Linked DNA regions of Anas platyrhynchos: region 1 is linked to region 2. The links are chromatin contacts, called in public Hi-C maps. All regions are on one chromosome and are shown on one strand. Each heading gives the region's core, a stretch centred on a gene start, on an enhancer-like site or on the middle of the called end of the contact. The rest is flanking DNA. Distances are from core to core; before and after follow the strand shown.

Evidence for each region. A called contact is a pair of places that touch in the nucleus more often than the background predicts.
Region 1: a contact with region 2 is called in a Hi-C map of subcutaneous adipose tissue, with 4 times the contacts expected there. The contact joins the enhancer-like site here to the promoter of RFC2 in region 2. A contact is called at or near these places in 5 of 8 Hi-C or Micro-C datasets (F1 follicle, liver, skeletal muscle and 1 more).

The regions. Positions count from the first base shown.
Region 1 is chr20:8,461,588-8,468,643 of IASCAAS_PekinDuck_T2T, forward strand. CLIP2 (CAP-Gly domain containing linker protein 2) reads left to right here. Exons shown (of 16, transcript XM_072026254.1): 4 at 1,613-1,737; 5 at 6,055-6,268. Among named protein-coding and RNA genes, the nearest start is that of GTF2IRD1, 37 kb to the right of the region's middle. Within about 2 kb of position 3,649, at least 1 of the 8 cell types and tissues checked has an H3K27ac peak or open chromatin away from gene starts, as enhancers often do. A contact at or near this core is called in subcutaneous adipose tissue, where this site is marked.
Region 2 is chr20:8,391,940-8,398,952 of IASCAAS_PekinDuck_T2T, forward strand. RFC2 (replication factor C subunit 2) reads right to left here and starts at 1,439. Exons shown (of 11, transcript XM_027445959.3): 1 at 1,237-1,439; 2 at 587-656. The coding sequence starts at 1,343.

The sequences.
Region 1 (7,056 bases), core at 2,399-4,898, 72 kb after region 2:
GTCCTGCTCTGGTGCCCTTAGGCACACTTTATATATTTATTATTTTATAATATTTATATATTAAGCACACTTTCTCTGCTGTTTGGAGACTCACACTGGTGGAGGGAGCTCATTGGGTTATTAAGGAGGTCACATGAGGTTCAGTGGGGTCAGGATCATGTGGCTCCGTATCAGTAATTAAAACTCGATTAAAAAAAAAGACAGCTGGTAAGCTCCCTTCATTTTTATAAATGGCACGAGGATGAATTATGTCTTCATTGAGTTCAGCTTGTAGCTAAAGAAATGTACTAGACTGGCATTAAATCATTGCATTAATATTAAGAGAATAATTCTTTCTAGACTTGGATAAATCAAAAACGGGACTGCTGTTTGACTATGAGCAAGTCGTAAAGAATCTTACCGAAGCTATTCAAATCTGTAACTTGCCAAGTACCTAATACTGAAATGAAGTCCTTTTACTCCGGGACATGGTGTAGGACCAGAAGTCTTTCTTCTGATGCTTTCCCTGCTGGCAAATATTTTCCTCCTTCCTACAGAACTTCAGAGTTTTTTCCATAAGCAGCATTTTGCTACATCCCTAGTGGGAAAACTTAGAGAGGACCAGCTCGAGCTGCAGCGCAGCCTCCCAGGACTTGAGGCAGGAGCCAGGCTTTGGAGCTGTGCTCTCTGGTCCTCTCAGGAGCAGTTATTTTTAGGCTGGGAAAACTCATTTGCCTTTGCATAAGCAATTTCCAGAATATTTAGTCATTAAGAATTGGTAAACCTGTTACATCCCTGAAACATAAAAAGCTGGAGATTTCTGCATTTCTCCATCACTGATTTCTGTAGGGCAGTAATATTTGGTTTATACTGCTTTATTTAAAATTTACTATTAAACAAAATTAACCACCAGTCATTGAAGTTAAAAGCTGCAAATTAAATCTTAACTTTTTCAAGCTTTCTTCCTTGAACCTAGGCTTAACAGAGAGGCCAAAAAAGGTTTAAATTATATGCTGATTTACTAGAAGTACAGATCTTTAGAATAATATCCCTCCTGCTTTTCCATCTTTCTTTTCTCATCACAAATACCAAAGGACACCTGTAGGCACTCCCAGTGCAAAGGCAGAGGCAGCTGATACAGCATCTGCTCAGTAAAATATCTTCTGGTTGTGGTGATCAAAACCCAGCCTTGTGCAGCTCTGACTTATACTGTCCTGGGGTCTGCTCAGGGCATTGAGAGCTTTAAGTGTACACAGGGGAGCAGAAGGTGTGACTTTGCTTATTTCTCTGTGCTTTGCAGGAGGCAGGTACAAGCTGTGTGTGCAGGGCTTAAACTCCTTCAAGGTCTGGCAAGCAACTGTACGCAATTAGTTGGTGTTCTCATTATATTTGTCCTGACATCTTCCAGGCAGACACGTCCAGAAGTGGGAGATTTGCTTGTAGTTATTGGGGAGGCATCTTTGGTGCTAGGAGAACTTGACGTGAAAACTGCCTGTTCTGGTTTCATTAGATCTGAATCAGAAGATGCTGCTGATGGCTTTTTCCCTTTCTCTCTCCACATCTGTTCCGGCTTTAAGCGACTTGCAGTAATGCTAGCGTTGGTCTCTAACCCTCAGCATTTTACCTCTGACAGGTCGGTGGGACGAAGACGGGAGTTGTTCGCTACGTGGGAGAGACGGATTTTGCCAAAGGAGAGTGGTGCGGCGTGGAGCTGGACGAGCCCCTGGGGAAGAACGACGGGGCCGTGGCTGGTACCAGGTACTGGGCGCTCCCAGCACGGGGGTCCTGCGGGCCTCCTGCGGGGACTGGGTGCCAAACTCCTTCGGGTCTGGGAGGGAGAGTTGGTGTGTTGGGTTGGATGTTATAAATGGGGAGGAAGAGTCCAGTTTTGAGTCTTTGAAGCTTTGGACTAATTTTTCCAGGAGATAAAATAGAAGCCTCGTTACCGGAGCATTTTATAGCAGAATCAGGTAAGGTCTGTATGGAGAAAAGTACCCAGGGTGGCTGCAGGAAACAGGAGAGAGTAGAGGGAAGATACTAAATTGTACTGCACTTTAAGTTTTTTGCTAGGAATGGGTTCTGTGATTGGGTTAGGTCTGCTTTCTACCACACGTGTGCTTCATAAATAAACTTTCTTCTTGCACTGTATCTGAAATTGAGCCTGTCAGAACTATAGAGAATAAAGCTCTGACTTTTTTTCTGGCTTTTCTGGCCTATTTTTTTTTTTTTCCTGGGAACAACTTTTCAAAGATCTGAAAGAACAATTGCTGGCCCTGGTCTGTTCTTGTAGGAATTCTGTAGTGCTACAGTTATCTGCTGATGGATCTTATCACCTCTGCCTCGATTGTACCTCCACTATTTTTGTTTCAAAACAGCCCTTGTTAGTGTCTAGAAAACTAGGCAGGGACACCTAGCAAGCTTTCTAAGAAGCTGTATTTCTTTTTGTGTAGAAGCTAGATAAGGGAATGACCCCCAGCCTCAGGTGTTTGAGTTTGGCGATGCTTAGACCTGAGTTATATAGCGGTGCTTTGGCCTTGGTTCCAGTACAGGTGGAACTGATTTCCTGTCCTTCACAAGTTCCTTACAGGGGAAATACAGCTGATTTCTCAAGGCTCCTTAAGGAAATCTTACATTAAAGGTGAGATTGAACTTTGAAACTACTCAGGAACTGAGAGTTCTTCCATCGGTAGATCTCAGGTTCTGTAATAAAGGCTTCTGTGTTGAATCAGCCCCTTTTTGTCCAGCAGTCAAATGTTTTCATTTTAAATAAGAGAAACGCTTGGGAATGTCAGGACAAGAAAGCAGTAAATGATTGGCAGCAGATGGCTGACTTCCAGCCTGTTCTCTAAAGAAAAGAACCAGAATATGTCATGGAGTGAAGCCAAGTCCCTGCTTTCTTTGTCACGCATGGTAAAATATCTAAGCTTCATCTTCAGGGTGCAAAGAAATGATTTACTGTCTTTTGTGCATGTGGAATGTGTGGAAGGCAGATGTGAGGGGTAAGGGTGCTCTCTCTGGCTCTTGTCCTCACACTTCTGTTGCTGTGTTCCGAAATCCCAACTTTTGAAAGTCATCTTTTTTCTGAAACCGCTACATCATGGTTTTATTTTGCTGTGGCGTGCACTGTGTCTGCAAGGCTCCTCTTTGGCATTTTATCAAAAACAGGAACAATTGATTCCCACAACAAGAATCAGGGAACAGGAGCAAATTCAGAGATTTTGATTAAATAGAGGAGACTGAAGGAAATCTGTACGGCATCCCTGCCTCTTGTGTCCGAGCTGATTACGCAGATCTCCTAGCAGCAGTGAATGTCAGCCAACTCAGCAGTGGTATGCAGGCACTGTCCTGCTAAGGTCTGTCCACCAAGCATCTGGCTGCAGGTTTGCAGCACTCCCTCTTCATCCCTTGAGCCTTCATCTAACCTTCTGATTTTTCTGCAGTGAAAACGCTTCTCTGGCAGCTAACAGCATGGACTGACTTCAACAGCGGGGTTCTGGAGGAAGGCCGCCATACCAAAACCTACTCCCTTGGGCCATGCAGGCACCCCTCAGACAGTGCTCCCCACATTTATCCTGGCTACTCAGGATTCCTGGTACTGCCCTGAGTTTGTCCTGCTGGAATCAGTCTGCAAGGAGGCTGTCCAGGGCTCCGGAGGCTCTGTGCTTTGGTGGCTGTTGCCATCTAGTGAGCATCTTTGGTCTGGCTGCCTACCAGCAGTGCTCACTGCTGCAGTCGCTGTTACAGCAGAAGGGCTGGGTCCAAAGGCAGTCTGCTGTCCCTGAGGTGGTGGAGGCTGGTGGAAGGAGGGGAGGTGATGTGGAGGCAAATGGGCCAGCAAAGGACTCTGTCACCGGCTTTGCTGTCATGAGCTCTCCTGGTGAATTGGACCCTCAGAGTTTGAGGAGGGTCGCTCTGATTCTCCTGCAGGTTCAGCAAAGGGCTCCAGGGCTGGGTGTTCATCCAAGCAGGGATGAAGGGCCAAGGTTTCCTGAGCAACTTGTGGCTCTCTGGTGGAGGCTGCCTATAGTAGCAGTGCCTGAGAGGACATCACCGTGTTTGGGCCCCTCTCCTGGCATCACATGGGTACTGCTGAGACACTGGGGTGTGCTGCATCTGCTGTTCTGTCTGCTTGGGAGAGCAGAGAAGTACTGGAGTGTGTTGTGTTGTTTTTTTTTTTGTTGTTGTTGTTTTAAATCCACACGGCCAGACAAGTTCCACTTACTCATCTTAACTGATTCATATTAACCTTCACTTATTTTACTCTCCTCTGCCCCTGCTCCTATGGGAGCCTTTGCCCACAAAACTTTGACATAGTTTGAAGCCTGTCAGTCATGGGCCTTGCACTTTAAAAACTATTTTTGTCTGTTTCAAACTTTTCTGTGCTATTTTCCACCTGCAGTTTGCATCACCATCACACCACCACTTTCCTTTCCAGTTTCTTTGTCATGTGGGTGTAGGGCTCTGTAGCACCCAGCCGAGAGCAGCTCTTGGGTTTCAAGCAGATGTTTCTGCTGCCAAGTGTTCTGGACCCAGCTCCTGTCTCTGAACTATACCAGTTAATTGCAACCACTTCCAACCACTAAAAGTAGGTGAGCTGACATAGCTTGAAGCAAGTTTGAACTTGATAGGAGCAGTAGGGGGCTTTGGGTGGACTTACCCTTTGGTATGGTATAGCCACAAGTACCATTTTACGCTCAGGTCACTTAGACCTGTGGAAGGGGCTGTGCCATGTTGTTGGATTCCTCTGCAGGCTTCAGTTTGAAAATATGATGCTGAGGAATGCTTTGGCTGGTTTGCAAGAGGTCACACAGCTTTTCTACTTCAGGTCTCCATTCTGGAACAAGGTGAGCCTGTGATAGCCTTCCTAAACCCAGAAGCCTGTGTTGGCAGCAAGCAAAGGGGTCTAAGAGATTTTGGATTGTAGGGTTTTTCCATTTTTTTTATCTTTTAAAAAATGGAGCTGAGCAGGTGTTTGAAAATTAATCACACATCTGGGTGGAGATGAGGCTCTTCTCTGTTCTCCCAAGCACAGAGTTCTGACTGTGACCCAGCCGGGTGACTGCCAGCACTTACAAACTGAAGGCTTTTGGGTTCCAGCTGCTTGCATCTGGAGAGAGAGCACTTGTGCTAGGAAAGCTGGGTTTGTCATTTATTCATTAGATTATTATTATTTTTTAATGCTAACATAGGACAGGCTATTATATGGCCCAGTATTTTGTCCTAGCCTCGCTAATGAGGCTTTGAGAAAAAAAATCTTAAAGTAGAGAGTTTTGTGTTGGCTCTTCCATAGCCACAAAGGGGCATGATGCCTGGAGGCTGTCTGGGTTTACTTGCTGCAATGCAGCTGGCTAGCAATAGGTAGGCCTGAGCTCTAAGGGGGTTCCCAAGGTTTGGCACTAAGTTTTGCTTATTTGTTTGTAGAAACATAATCATCAGGCTCGCTGCAGTTACCTGATACACCCTTTTGTTATGCTTGCCTCTTTTAAGTTTGTTTGCAGGGAACCAGTTTCCCTCTCCCCTCCATCCAGAGGGGGTGGCACACACTGGAGTTTGGGATAATGGCATTTTTAGCTGCAAAGTTAGCAGGGGAGGAATGGCAGCTCTTGTTTTGGGAGGAAAAATTACCCGTAGAATGTCCTACAGAGCTGTGTGATTCGTGCCTTTTTATTTGACGCACTTTGCTATGTGGCTTTTTTGTAAAGCAGGGTAGAGAGCACAGCCATGCAGGTTTTGGGAAGGCTGTTTGCTTCTGGGAGGAAGGAGCGTGTGCTGTCACTGTTTACGTGCTGGATCCTTGTGCTATCCGGGCTACCAGCTGGGTCTTTCCTGGCAGCTCATCAAAGCGTGCCTGGCAATTATCTTGGGCTTCCCTTCTTAATCAGCACAAGCAAAAACATGGAGGTTGCCACTGCTCTAAGTGGCAGGGAAGGAGAATAATCCAGCCACTCGCATGAAGGAAGCAGCGAAGGGCTGAGATGAGCTGGGGTTGTGTTGCTTGGCAGTGCTGCTCTGCAAGGCTCTGACAAGGTGGATGCTGCAGCACCAGTGACTTGGAGCATCCCTCCTGTGTTACAGGTATTTCCAGTGCCCTCCCAAGTTCGGCCTCTTTGCTCCCATCCACAAGGTGATCCGCATCGGCTTCCCATCGACCAGCCCTGCCAAGGCCAAGAAGAGCAAACGGATGGCCATGGGGGTGTCTGCCTTAACCCACAGCCCCAGCAGCTCCTCCATCAGCTCCGTCAGCTCCGTGGCATCGTCCGTCGGGGGCCGGCCCAGCCGCAGCGGGCTGGTAAGTGGCTTGTCCCACAGACTGCAGCCTCCATCTGCTGCGGCCTGGTTCTACAAACCCGGGAGGGTTGGAGTTTTGTTCCAGCAGCTGCACTGGGCATGCAGCTTTTTTATTTTCTTTAAACAGGTGCTGAGCAATTGTGACCATTTAAAAAGTCCAAAGTGCTATTTGGAATGGGTTGAACCTCAGCTCTGCTGTTAAGAGCAGGTTTTGTTACAAGATCCCTGCAAAACAATGCCACTGCTTCCTGCCCCGTGTGTTTGCATCGCAGCGAGCTGTTCTGTTAAACAGCCGTGCCTTCCAGCTCCTGCAGCGACTGCATTTTGCCATGAAGGGATGACTCTGTCCTGGATCACATGCCTTGTGCTTTGGAAGGTGCTCAAGAAGGCAGAGAGCAGAGCAGGCAGCAATATTATTAAAAGCTCTAGCTCTGACGTAGCATGTGCTGCATAGCACCTGCAGTCATCCTGGCTGGGGAAGCGGGTGCAGTACCCAGTCCTGGGAGCAGATCCAGCCAGCCCGTACCAGCCTCCAGCTGATATAATTCCTCCTCGCTGAGCTCGCTGTTTGGGACTGCCCTAGGCTGGGCATTGATGAAATGCATTTTAAAAGGCAGATGATACAATGCGTGACAACCTTTGCTGACCTAATTCTCACCCCAAGTCCTGTCCTTTGGGAAATTATTCTTCCATTGTAGTGCAGGAGAGCTACTGAGCTTGCAAGCAATGCACGCTCTTTTTTGCAGACTCACTAACACAACTTGTAGGGCCCAGAGCTGGCACTACAGC
Region 2 (7,013 bases), core at 189-2,688:
ATTTTAATCATGAGTAACAGAGCTACCATTTATTTTCTTCCCTCCTGGTTTCTTTCTTTTTTTAAAAAAAAAAAAAAAAACACATTGCTGCTTTTATGTTTTTCAGTTGAACTGTTAAGTCAGTTCCTAGAATAATATGGAAAAACGTTAAAGTACTGAATCTCACAGGTCTTTACTCTTTCCCTTCTATTTGCTTTAAAGATATATTTGCTAGTGTAAACATTCTGCTAGCAAATGCTGCTTTTACAAATTAATTTGTCATGGAAAATATTTTTCTTCCAGAGAAAAAAAGTGGTGTTTCTGTTTCCTTCTGTAGTAATATAAACTATACTTACTCACTGAAACAATATAACAGGTACCCATTTTTACAGTTGTATCATAGCTGGGCCAATTTAAGCAACATCCCAATTCAAAGAAGGCCTGTTTCTTTAGGACATTGCTCTATTATATCCAAAAACTTGTCATTTCTTAAGTAAATCATAAAGTTTTTTGTCCACATGCTCAAGTAGAGCTCTACTGGTCTGTGGCTCTGTGCAAAATGTTTTTTTGAGCTAACCCATCAAAAAATAAAGCAACAGCTACACACCTCCAACCTGCTCACCGTATCTTCATTTCCAACTATTTCACACAGTTTCATGGGTCTGTATTTTTCCACCCTGTAGAAGTAAAACACTTCAGACACACATGGCCAAACTTTCATAGCGCTTTACACTGCTGGAAAAGGAGGCTCACACTACATTTAAGTTCAGGTTGTTTTATTTTGACCAGCATAGAAAGGACGAAAACACCACAACCGCCTGGGGTTCGCCTTCACGCCTCAGCCTGACAGAACAGGGCTGACAGGGGAGGCACCGGGCCAGATCTCGCCCGGGCTGGGCCCCGCAGGGCTGAGCGGGGGTTTCTCGCATCCCACCCGCGGTGAGCACCTCGCAGCCAGCCGCCGAGGGGAGGCAGGGGCCGGATCCCCTGGGCTCGCCCCATGCACGGCTCCCCCCGACCCCAGCCCCCTCACAGCCGCCCCTGAGGTGAAGCGAGGCGACAGCGCGGCGCGAGCCCCCTTTCTTCCCGCCCACGGCTCGCCCCGCCCCCCGCCTCTTCCCATTGGCTCCTGCACGCCTAGTCCCGCCCCGCGCCCCGCTCTCCACCAATGGCCGCGCCGCTCGGCCCTTCCTCCCGCCCACCGCCCGGCTCCATTTTCCCCACCGCCCCGCGCCCCGCGGCCCCCTCAGGCCTCACCAGGGCAGCTCGTAATGGCCGCCGGCGGCGGGAGCGGGCCCCGGGGCGTCGGCGGGTCCCCGCTTCTCGCCCTGGGCCCCGGCCTTCTCCGCCTCCTCCGCCTCCATCGCGGCGGTGGCGGCTGCAGCGGGCCCGAGCCCGTCTTCCCGCCGCCTGCCTGAGGGGAGGAACGCGCTGCGGGCCCGCCTCGTAGGGCGGAGCGGATCCTGCCCCGGCCTCCCGGGGGTGGGCGCTCAGTGGCCGGGAGCGGGGCTCCGGCAGCTCCGGGGGGTGCCTGGGGTGGGCTGGGGGCTCCATGGGGGCAGGCAGAGCCCTCGGCTCTTCTGGAGTGTCCCCCCTCTGTGACATGTTGTGTCAAAGCTGTGTGTCCCCCCTCAAGGACATGTTGAGTTGTTTAATAAAAACGCTACTGGATTCGCACCTCAGGAGAATAAGCCTTTGTTTCTTTTTCATCTAACCACGTTTGTTTCCCCCTATAAAATGAGAACAATAAAAGACACACCACAAAATACCGTGTTATTAGGTGCAGTTCTGTGAATGTTCAAATTCACGTAGCGGTAGGTACTTGTCCTAAATCCGAGCAGTTCCCGAGGCCTTCGTACATCCCATACTCTGCTCATGTTCAGCACAATGACGCTTGTTTCGGCTCAGTGAGCGCAGGGTCTGTCCCTCAGTCTGGGCTCTAATCCCTTGGGAATGCTTCTAATTTAAGACTGAATCACAGAATCACAGAATCGTCTAGGTTGGAAGAGACCTCCGAGATCACCCAGTCCAACCTCTGACCTAACCCTACCCAGTCCTCCACTAAACCATATCACTGAGCTCTACATCTAAGCGTCTTTTAAAGACCTGCAGGGATGGTGACTCCACCACTTCCCTGGGCAGCCCATCCCAATGCCTCACAACCCTTTCGGTAAAGAAGTTCTTCCTAATATCCAACCTAAACCGCCCCTGGCACAACTTCAGCCCATTCCCCCTCATCCTCTCGCCAGGCACATGGGAGAACAGACCAACCCCCACCTCGCTACAGCCTTCTTTAAGGTACTTATAGAGAGCGATAAGGTCGCCCCTGAGCCTCCTTTTCTCCAGGCTGAACAAGCCCAGCTCCCTCAGCCTCTCCTTGTAAGCCTTGCCTCACCGGTATGAGGCAGGAGCCTGGAGCCCATCGTGCTTGGAGCCCTGCATGAGCAGTGATGCTCTTCAACGGGGAGGACTTCCTATCGCTGGCCGCAACATTTGCATCCCGGTGTCATTGTCAGCACTTGTCCCTTGGCGTTGTGAGGCTGGCACGTGAGCGTTCAGCCTTTGGAACGGGTTCAGCCCGTGGCCTGACAGCGATGGAGTCTGCTGGGTTTCTCACAAGGCTTCAAAACTCCGGAGGGTGAAGTTTCCATTGCGCAAAGAGCAGCTTTCTATCTGGGTTTTGTGTAGGCAGGATAGTCAATGGTTAAATCTTGTTTTGTATATTTTTTATTAATAGCTGTACGCTGCTCCTGGTGGTTTTGTGGTGTTTCATAAAGGCAAATTTGTGGGTGGTCTGCAGCCTTTACATGCCTGTCTGAATTAACTGTGGATTAACTTCACCTCCACTAGAGGTAAAGTAGAAAACTAAGCAAAGACATAATTATGTCGTATGTCATACAAGGACAAGGCAGCTAGCTTTTATTCCAATATTCATACTGTTCTAGCACACATACTGGATGAATACACCTCAAACTCAACTGTGTTACTCCTGTCTTTGGATTTAACCTACTGCAGAAGCCAACAGGAGACAGTGAAATATTGCAGCTGCGTACAGCACTGCTGGTCATAGCAGTCTGTCAATACAACGTGCTGGTCATGCTTTGGTTTCTTGCCAAGTTAAACAGTTGTTATGCTCTTAGGAAGTACCAGCCTCCAGATAAGATACAATTTTCCTGGCCAGCGTTAATTCTCTCATTATATGTGGAGGATTACTGCTGATAAGCACCCAACGGGCTGTTAGAAAGATAATTCATAAGAATTGTTGCAGAGAGCCTGATGACAGATTTTGTGATACGTTTCTGCTAACCAATTGCAATATGTGTTTCTGGGGAGCACAATCCTCTAAAACACTGCAGCCTCTGAGCAGGCAGTAACTCCTCATGTATCAGTGACACTGTAGTCTGTCAGACATGGCACGAGTATTTATTGAGGGCATGATGATATTAAGAAGGATGTGTGGCAGGTGGATGGGAATACCTGAGCTGAAAGCTTTAAAAACTGTCTCTCCCAAGTTGTGAACTGTCGATACTGTCTGTCTGAGATCACAGGAGACATCCAGGGTAAAATGAGTTCCAAATTCAGTGCTGACATGGCAGAGCTCTTTTGATGTGTTACCAACAGTGCCTGAATACACATGCACGCAGAGGATGTACTGTATTATCCTGAAAGGAGGATGGCCCTGAATTTAAGGCAGTTTCTTCTGACCTACTTCCTTCCCACCCAAAAGATATATATGTATCTAAAAAAAAAAAAAAAAAAAAAAAACAAAAAAAAACCACACATATAGATATATATATATGTATCTATATATATATGTATCTATAAAAAAAAAAAAAAGCTTACTAAGTATCTGTGATCAGTACATGGTACAGATACAGATAACAGCTTTTTGCTAATGATTTAGTTAGCAAGAGGAATGCTCTTCGATGTGTTCAGACAGCATCTACTATCAGTAATGGAGATCACCATGAGAGAAATAAGTAGAGATCTTGTGGTTATCCCAGGAGCAAGGGTGACCCAGCTGCAGGTGCTTGATACAGGGAACGAGTCCTTTAAAGACCATGTGGAGACTCCTCTCAGCTTGGCTACAGTCAGGAGCTTCTACTCTAAGCCCTATGGGGAAATGAAAGCCCAATGCAAGAGGTTTTGTCAGGGGGCTGGGTAAATGCAGAAAGCATTTGTTTTGCTGTTTTGCATGCTATGGCTGGTGAAACTGAAGGTAGTTTTGTTTTGAGTTTGAACAAGAAGCAGAAACTGCTGGAGATAGCAAAAGTAAGGCAAGAGTTGAAGACAGCAAAGAGCTCCCATGATGAAATGATGATGGTGGACGTGAGGTGTAAAACCCCAAAGGCAATAGAAATAATGAATAAGAGAAGAAACTAGCTTCAACCAAGCATTAGTGAAAAGTATGCATCAGTACTGTATATTTGTTACAGATAAATAATAAATATATATATATATATCTTATAGACAATGTTTGTGGGAGGGAGGGGAGAAATGTATATTATTCAAAGTGATTTCGCTTTTGAGTTAAAAAAATAAATAAATAAAGCAGTGAGTTTGTCTTACTATTATTAGTAGGGCTAACATGGCTATACGTTACCCAGCAAGTCTATGATGCCAGGGGCTGAGACTTTAAATGACACTGTTAAGAGAAATGCAAAGTTCCCTTGGCTGTTTGCTCTCCATCCCCAGCAGCCCTGCAGTCTCAGTGAAAGCCGCCACCTCCTATTGCAGCGTGCTGTTGTTGTTCGGCAGCCACAAGTAGGTCACGTAGCACAGATGGCCTTGCTGCCAGGGAAATGCAGAGTCTGCAGTCCCCTCTGAGGCTGCTCCCTGCTCTCCCTCTCCCCTTTTCACACTGCTAGCTTGGAGAGAGGGGAATGAATTCTGATGCTACCAACAATTTTCTCTCGTGTTCATTGAGGCTGAAAGCATAAAGTGAAGCTGGGAGAAATACCAGGAGTGCAAATAACGATGGGCTGGTTAGAAGGGAGGCTGGACTGGTGCTTGATGAAATACGGCATTACTGCATCAGGGTGTTTCCTGAGCCTGGCATGTCTGCTCCCAGAATGACAAGGGCCTGGGTTCCTGCAGAGCTGCTGTGCTTGGCCTCTACGTGGAAAAAAAAAAACGGAGATGATGGTGTCAGGATGTGCAGGTTATTTGTCCTTGTTCTTGCAGCACCACAGCATCCCTCTGTTCATGTGCTTTTCTGCAGACTGTCCCTGGAAGGTGTGGCTGTGCTGATCTGAGCTATGTGTTCTGCTTAAACCTTTTTCCTACATATAATGGCTGAGGTCACACATTTGTACACTGCCATACCCTGGTTTATTTCCCAGTCCATGTCCTCAGCCCTCCTCTCATGTTAGCATCTCCAGTTGCTGTGGAGCAATGGCAGCTCACCCAAACAGACTGGGTAAATACAGCACGACATCTGCCTGCTCTGCTACCTGAACGCTTTCATTTATGGCATCTCATTGCTCTTTACATTTTCATAAAGTACCTGACCATGTTTTTTTTTTATGCTGCCACATAAAATTATAAGCAGTATGCTTCTCAGTCTGCGGTTAAGCAGTTCGTTCTGCTAGAAGTGAGGGAGGTCACAGACCACAATGAAAGAGAAGCTGGGAAGACCAATTTAAGGTAGTTGCTATCAGGAGGCTCTAATATTAAAAATAAAATACAATAAAACACAATTACAATTCTTTCCTATAAGCATCTAAAAACACTTTAATGAGTGGATTTAGATCATCATAATTTTAATTGAGGGAAGCTTTATTATGATTTTATGTGGGTGCTGAGGAATGAGTGCTTTGCACCGGGCTGTGATAACAGGATTCAGGAGCAGTCACCTGCTGCTCTTACTTTTCTGCTCTTTGGCTGCTTGACGTCTAACAGTGTAATTGAAATTTCCTTAATTTTCTGGTTTTGTTCGCAGGGTGTAGCAGAGAACTGCGTGTCCAGTGCAGGAGCAGGCATGTGGTTTCAGCTTTAGTCAGCAGAGGGAGTCCGGACACCTGTGTTAGGAGCCACCAGGGTCATCGGTGACAGCTAAAAGAGCAGGCTCCCTCCTGGAACCCCTCTTTTGTCTGCAGGAAAGGAATTCAAGCCTTCAAGCCTACATTTTCCTAGAAGCCAAACTGCAGCTGTTGGCTGCTAACGCTGTTGACTAAGCTAAAATTGTTGGAGAGGGGAATAACTGTGCGTGCCATTTCTCCCTTTTGCAGCAGTCCCTTTGAGCCTCTGGCTGCTTGCACCTGCAGCTTGGGGCTGGTGTGGAGCTGCCCCTTTCCTCCTCTGTCAGGATCTGGTGTCACCACAGGGACTGTAGCAGGGCTCTAACTGCATGAAAACCTGGCTCTGAGGCTGGCACAGAGCCTCCCTTTCACCGAGTAAGCTGAGGAAGCAGTTGTGTGCATGCCTGGTGTTGCAAAGGGGGTTCCTGCAGCAGAGCCTTGCTGGGGCTCCCTCACACAAGAGGAAGGAACTTGATGAAGAAGAAAAAAACCGATGGCTCTGTGGTCTGTGAGCTGCCTGCTTAAAGGCTCAGCTGTGAGCTGTTGCAAAACCAGAAATAGATTTGGGGGCTGTATCACTAAGCTGTGATGAATGGTAATATCAAATAGACATGGAAGCAGACAGCCTGGGTTCATCTATTCTTTTGCCAACATGCCACTTTGTGTGTGTTTTCAGACATAACACTTGGCCTCATGGCCTCTGTTATCCCATAATAATGGGAATGTGGATAGTCATTTGATTGATGTTAGAAACTGCAAAAGAACTTTTCAACAGAGTTAATACAAAGCATTTATTTATTTTTATTTTTATTTTTAAATAATTATGCTATTGCTTGACTTTTGCTCAGGTGCAGTGCAGCCGTGATATGGCATGATTCTTCTGTTCCATGCATTTGTAGTTTTTTGTGTTCCTTCCTTACATCAACAGTCTGGCAATATTCTCCACCAACTGCCCCCAGCTGGTACTGCATGACATTATGCAATTCATTCCAGTTGTGTGTAGTGTCCAAAATG